Regions from separate parts of the Gossypium arboreum genome. Here region 2 is linked to region 1. The links are chromatin contacts, called in public Hi-C maps. All regions are on one chromosome and are shown on one strand. The core of a region is the stretch at or near the end of the contact, and the rest is flanking DNA. Distances in the headings are between cores, read along the strand shown. Region 1 holds the start of LOC108456998 (solute carrier family 40 member 3, chloroplastic-like). Region 2 holds the start of LOC108463775 (protein SUPPRESSOR OF QUENCHING 1, chloroplastic).

Evidence for each region. A called contact is a pair of places that touch in the nucleus more often than the background predicts.
Region 2: a Hi-C map of leaf shows a contact between it and region 1, with 5 times the contacts expected there. The contact joins the promoter of LOC108463775 here to the promoter of LOC108456998 in region 1. A contact is called at or near these places in 3 of 5 Hi-C or Micro-C datasets (all in leaf).

The regions. Positions count from the first base shown.
Region 1 is chr13:94,194,328-94,198,031 of ASM2569848v2, forward strand. LOC108456998 (solute carrier family 40 member 3, chloroplastic-like) reads right to left here and starts at 1,718. Exons shown (of 13, transcript XM_017755786.2): 1 at 908-1,718; 2 at 476-692; 3 at 323-386; 4 at 1-14. The coding sequence starts at 1,074.
Region 2 is chr13:94,442,523-94,446,226 of ASM2569848v2, forward strand. It overlaps LOC108463775 (protein SUPPRESSOR OF QUENCHING 1, chloroplastic), which reads left to right and starts at 1,740. Exons shown (of 28, transcript XM_053024558.1): 1 at 1,740-2,342; 2 at 2,617-2,717; 3 at 2,846-2,902; 4 at 2,984-3,078; 5 at 3,213-3,312. The coding sequence starts at 1,997.

The DNA of each region.
Region 1 (3,704 bases), core at 468-2,967:
ACTTGCATAAAATGCTGAAATATGAATACCACAATTTAGTAAAATGATAGAACAAGATACAAAAGTACAAGACATTGTTGCAAGTTTCCAGAACTTGATAACATACAAAATAAGAAAGTTAATTTAAAGAGGTTTATGCTCTATTGACAACTTGATAGAAACCTAATCCCTAAAGCACAAAGAGAGCAGAGGACTACAATACCTAACCTTCTGAACACATTGTACACTTACTGCTTAGAGACACAAAATAGGATCAGTTTAAGTCTATCAAGAGTATTATCTATTTACTGTGCTTTGATAAGATGAAAATAGAATGTCCTACCATATAATCCCTCTGGGTGCGCTGGAGTTGCAGCGAGAGCTTCCTGCTCCTCCTCTGATAATACCTAGGCAAGAAAAAGAATAAAATGATAGGAAAATGTTGTTGGATTTACACTCGAGTCGTAAATAAACTGATATACAGAGAGGAACATACTGGGAGTGTTGTTAAGAGACTATCTACATATGCATCCCCAGTTAGTATATTCAAAGATTCAGTCTCAAGAACATCAGATTTAAGCTGAAGTATTGGTGTTGTACAACAACAATCACTATCTGTTGCTGATAAATCCTCATCCTCGATAGCCACGTGGTTGAAATGCACATCAGTATTTGTTATTGAACATCTCAATTTAAAGCTGTCAAAACTACGACTAAACAGAAAAACAAACCAAATAAAAAAAATTGTTAGCTGCCTCATTCAAATATCTCAAATATAATAAAAATAGCTTTCTCAGGGCAAATTGCAGACTAATTCGACTTTGAATCACCAGTCCTTCATGCAATAAGACATTACATCAAAAAAGAAAAAAGAGAGAGAGAGAACATTTTGCCACATTTAAATTAAGAGAACAAATTAAAGAGTTACCTATGAGTATTAGTAGGAGGGGAGTTGAGACTCAACCATCGGCTAGAAGAGAAGCGATGGTGAATTCCAGAAGCAGCTTGTCTCGATATAAAGGCTTCTCTCCTAGAAACAGAAAAGTTAAACAAATTGAAAGAGAGCTGAGAATTTGTAACCGCGACCATTGCCATGCTAGCTTCAGCTGTTGCTTATTTAACTTGTTATTGCTCCAGAAATTGAAGCACCAATACCCACTTTTGAGTTTTTCTAAACTCATGCAGCTGTGAAGAAAGCAAATTGAATAGCAATCAGGAGCAAATTTTACCGCTCTTGGGGTTTAGTTAGACAGCAAATGCTATCAGGGTTTAGGTTCAAATGAGTCCAAAGAAACAAAAGTTGGAACCTTTTTCTAACTGCTGAAATGAACTGGTTTGGTTTTTGAGATACAAGAAAGGCTATCTGGGTTTGGCGCCACAAGGAAATCAAAAGGAGCTTTTGAGTTTCTAGATAACAAAAACAATCTGGTAACTGTATATAGCCTTCAATTTAAAGGGGCAGAAAGAAAGAAGGGTTTGGGAAAGCTGAAATGATGAAGAAAGGGGAGGGTTATCCGTGGCATGATTTGTTGCGTAAGAGTCCGGCGGTGAGCGGAAAGATTTTGTGGCCACTAGATTTGAAGGGTGGCGGCACCCTTGTGGAAGTGGGTCCATTAAAGCCTAGTTACTAATTTTCCTTTCCTCAACAATCAGTGTAAAGACGGCAAGCTAAGTTGCCATTTGATGTACGAAACTTTTGAAATTCATTTACAAGTATGACATTCTAGTAGTTTCCATGATAATAACCAAAAAAAGAAGTTTGATTTTTTTTTGGAATAAATACACAAAAAATCCTTGTAATAATCCGTGGTATGATCATGTACCATTGTCTGAATTAAAAAAATTAATTGAGTGCTAATTGGATTAATATTAATATTATTGTTAGTGTAAAAAGACGTAAATTTGAATGCACTTAAATATATTATCTTTTATTTTAACTATTGTATTAGAAAAATGGATATGATAAACAATTTATAATAATATTAATATTAAAAAATAATAAAATATTCAAATATTCAAAAATTTCAAAACATTTATAAAAATAAATTAATAATTAATTCCAAACTTTAGGGTGTTCAAACGGTTAATCAAATCAAACTAATATTAACCGGACTTTTAATTCTTTAACCATTAACCTAACAAAAAATTTTCAACAAAAATTAATCGAATCGAAATATTTCAGTTAATTCGTTGGTTAATCGAATTAACTGAAATTGATTTTTTTGTTAAAATAAGTATAAAACATATAAAAATAATTAAATTGATAATATTCATTTAACCGAATTAGTAATAGCCTAATACATATAATTTATAATATTATTTATAAAGTTTGGTTAATTTGGCTAATTACCCAATTTTAAACCGAATTAATCATTAACTGAAATTTTAAAAAAACTTTTAACCAACCTTTAACCGAACTAGATCGGTTAACCGATTAATTAACCAAATTAGATCAGTTCGATTAGTTAATTCGTTTTTAACTGAAACTTGAACACCCCTACCAAACTTTGGAGAAAAAAAAAATTAAAAAGTTGTTTAATGGTTTATTTTGAAACCATGATTTGGGTAAAAAAATATATATTTGGATTTAAAATTTAAAATTTTTTATTTGGATAATAAATAAAAAGTTGGATTTGAATTTGAATAAATCCAAGTCTAATTTCATAAAATTAAATTTTGGATTTCAAAATCCATTTTAAAACTTACAATTTTCAACATCCAAGAATCATTAAAAAAAAATTTGTTCTCTCTTCTTTCACACTTCCTTTTAAGCCCAAACAATAAATAAATAATTTTACTTATAATATATCATCAACCAAGTTTAAGATTTTCAAAATTGGATCGATGAGCAAATCAGTTAGACCATTTGTTCCTGGTTTGACCGATCTAATCGGTTTAATTAATAAATTATTCAAAAATTAAAATAGATAAAATCGGTTCAATTAGTTCAATTGTCGATTTAACTGGTCCATGAGTCAATCAATCTGATCCTTTATTTTAGACTCGTACTCCAACCAATTCCTGATTAATCGGTCTGATCGGTCGATCCGATTCTAAAAACAACGGCGAAGCTTCATGCATTTAATTTAATACAATATAAATATTCAAAAATTTCATTTATACCATAATTTTCACAATTTTAATTTTAAACCCTTGAATTTTAATTTACACATTAGTCTTCTTATACCTAATGCAATTGGTCTGACTAGTTGTTCTAGTCTGGTTTTTAAAATCAAATTAGTGATCGAACTAATTAGATCACTGGTTTTCTACTTCAACTAATTCGATCGGTTTAACTGGTAAGATCGATTCGATCGGTCTGCATTTATTCTATTAAATAAATTATTAAAAAATAATAAAAATTTAAAAGAAAAGTTCAACCACCCAATCAACCAGTCCAGATCAATTCCCAAGTTAACTGGTCTAACGCCTTTCTCCAAACCGATATCGGTGATCGTTCCAGTTTGATTCAAATAACAATGTTCAAAATCCTCCTAAATAATTAAATTAAAAAAAAACATTTTTAAAGCTTAGAAGTAGTTGAAATCCAAATCTATATTTGAATTATTCAAACAATGAATTTAGATTAATTCAAAATTTTGAATTTTAAATATTTTAATTTCCGAACAAATGATTTGGAAATAATGAATTCATAAATCATAAATTTCAAAGCTAAAATTTTAAAATTCAATTTCAAATTCTAGTTCTCAAACTATTAGCGCAAT
Region 2 (3,704 bases), core at 490-2,989, 250 kb after region 1:
CTCTATGTTATATTTAGTCTACAATGGGCTATATCAATGAAATATGGTAAGAGAAAATTGTCAATGGATCCGGTATGTGATTCACGTCTTGCGAAATGATTCTTATTTATTAGTATTAGTTTTATGAAATTATACATATTCTAATGTTAGCTAAATCTTAAATAGAAAGTTTAATTCTTGTAATACTTACTAAGTTGTCATAAGCTTAACACGTTACTTTCCAATACGTAGGTAAAGATTAGACTTGAAGTGCTAAATTGGAGGATCGACATCAACTATGATATGTCCATAGGTAAAGTTAATTTGTGAATATAAGCCTTTTGTTGGACTTAATTGTAGAACTTGAAACTCTTTGTTAACATTATAAACTTAGCCTTTTTGAATGAGTTTATGATGAATTATGTGTTCTTGAGATTGGAATTGAACTTATATGAATGGAATGTTGATTGAATTGGTAGAAATTTGATATTTGAATAGGGTTATAGGTGATGAAATTTGAAGAAATGGAAAAATTTTAAAAATAGAATGCACGTCACGACATCAAGATTACCACGTCTCGATGACATAAGTCAATATGTGACGTCGCAGCATCGAGGGTTCCACGTTGTTGTGTTTGACTATTAAAAGAGCTATTAGAAGCTCGTATAAAATTTAGACATGTGTTTGAATTATATTAGAAATGTTTAATGACCCCAATAACTTGAATGAATTGATGAAATGAATTTAATTTAATTATCATTGCTTCAACAACAAATGTAGCCTTTTGATATCTTGACCCGACGATCGGGTCAAGTATGGGAGAGTTATAAAAAAAATGTCATACTCTGGTACTAAATGATATATTATTAAGTCATAAAGAAATAAAAATAAAATATTGTGATATATTATTTTATTAATAAAAATATAATTTGAAATAACTATAAATTATTTTTAATTATTTCATAAATATTATAAACTAATATCATTATAAAAGAACAAAAGAGAATGGTAGAAAAAGAAAGAATAATTCAACTTCCACTTGGATAAAATAATTCCATATGGATGGTTCTTTTAAGACATCTAAATACATGTTTAATTTCATACAATGTCTCTGTGTTTAAGAAGAATTTAAATTTTGTTAACAAGTTCACTATGAATGTTATATCAGGTCGTGTGTTGTTTCAAGATACATTAATGCCTTATAAGTCTATAACTTTTAAATATGGTACTTCATGACCAAAAAATTCTTCATCATTTTCATCAAGACGAAATGAGTCTTTATTCTCATATAGTGATTTTACAACTATTGAGGTATTCAATGAATATGATTTAAGTAAAATTTCTTTAAGATTTTTTTATATAAGTTGACTGATGGATATGAATTTCATCATTTAAATACTTAATGTATAGGCGAAACAAAATTTTGTTTTTATAATATTTTTCATCTCAATTTTTTAAAATCAATTTATTGTATTTTAAAAATAATATTTAAATTCTCAAGGTAAACAACAATTATCTTTTATATATATATATATTATATTAAAAGAAGAAAATTGAAAATTAATTATTTTTCTATTGAAAAGAAATAAAATTAGGTATAAGTGTAACCATAATTTCATACAATACTTCCTTTTATATTAACGGTGAGGAAACACTTATTATGGAGTATTTACCAAATTTTACTTCAATTATCATTATCTATTTTTAGTGGGCCCCTGTCACTAGTTTAATGTCACTAAGACCCATACAAATGCATTGGATAAAGCACCAATTATTGCCAACCAAATAAATAATCAGCAGAAGACGAGCTTCATCTCCACCACTACTTATAGTATAAACACCATCCAACCATTTTCAGTGCACTACAAGGACAAATAGCCCAACAAATCAAAGGTCTGTTTTAATTACATCAAGGATGATTTAGTCCACCAAAAAAAAAACCCAAACAATTTAATCCTGAAAAGCTCCTTTCCAGGAGCCAGTTACCGCCACTCAAACAGAAAACTGAGTTTGTGCTATGGCCGTGAGACTATTGTCAACTCCAACTGCTCTATCTGATCCAACAAAGCTCTCCTTCTTCTCATCACCCAAACCCATCTTAACAGCAACCTCCTTCTTTCAATGGAGATCCAAGTGCAGAGTTTTTACAAGGAAAATGGTGGTAAAGGCATGTGTTAAGGTGGAAGAAAAGAATGTGAAAGAAACTAGTAAACAAGAGTGGGGCAAGGTGACAGCTGTACTTTTTGACATGGATGGAGTGTTGTGCAATAGTGAGAACCCTTCTAGAAAGGCTGCTGTTGATGTTTTTGCAGAGATGGGTGTCCAAGTCATTGCGGAGGACTTTGCTCCTTTCACTGGAATGGGTAAAATTTTAGTTTGATCCCTTGATATTTATTTTAAGTTTCTCCTGTTATGGATAGTCTTCCATAAATTTGAGTGATTCGGAAAAGTATGAATTTTGAGGAATGTAGGTGATTAATTGTATGGTGCTGATTAAGAAGTAAATGTGTTTCAAAGAGTTCTTCATAAATATGTAAATCTGCGACAAATAGTTCTTCTGATTTATTGTCAATTAATTTTGATGTCATGAAGAGCTGTTAACTTTACCTGCATATTTCTACTTCACTGATATACCAGGTGAAGCAAACTTTTTAGGAGGCGTTGCTTCTGTTAAGGGTGTTAAAGAATTTAACACTGAGGCAGCAAAAAAGAGATTCTTTGAGATATATCTTGATAAGGTAATCAGCACTTAGTTTTTATATGGAGAGTTATTCTTTCTTCTTATGAAAGGACAATAATACAATGCCCATTTTTAGTGTTTTTCAGTGAACAAATTTTCACACAAAAAGTTCTTTCCTTCTTGTAGTATGCAAAACCTAATTCTGGAATAGGATTTCCAGGTGCTTTTGAGCTCATTAATGAGGTACGTAAGCCAATTGTCACTGGAGAGATAATGATGTCACCTCAGGTTTATGATCATATGATGGAATATTCTGTGTGACAGTGTAAAAACAAAGGCCTAAAAGTGGCTGTTGCATCCAGTGCTGATCGTGTCAAGGTTGATGCTAACTTAGCTGCTGCTGGATTGCCCTTATCAATGTAAGCCAACTGCCAACCTAATATAGTTGTTTGGATGAATATATTGGTTGTATATTTACATTTTTAGCTTTGCAGCATCAATCTGTTTTTTTTTTTTTCTTGTTCTTATTATGGTTCTAGCCTTTATATATCAGGTTCGATGCTATTGTGTCAGCAGATGCTTTTGAGAATCTGAAACCTGCTCCAGATATTTTCTTAGCTGCATCAAAGATATTAGACGTTTCCCCTGATGAGGTATATCTAGTTCTCTCCCCTCTACCAATTGCAACTATTTTCTTCCCTTTTCATTGACCAAAGTTACGCTGCATGAGAATGGTGATATTGCAGCATTTATTTTTCTTTGCAATTTTTATTGGAATTTATGTGAAATAGAAAATGTATTTTTCTTCTTTGTGTGCCAAAAAGTATTAAAAACTTACTGATTTTGCCATGTCTCATGCACCTAACATACTTCCCATTTCTCTCGTGGGTGGTGTACACTGTCTGTTAGCTGAACTTTGATAGCTTTATGACTTGCTTGGAGAATTTTATATTCTTGTTACAATAATACTGCAGAGCTTCTGTTTTTAAAATTCTTCGTTTCCTAAAGTTCCATTGTAATTCTTCTGCTGAGAAATATGACCTCT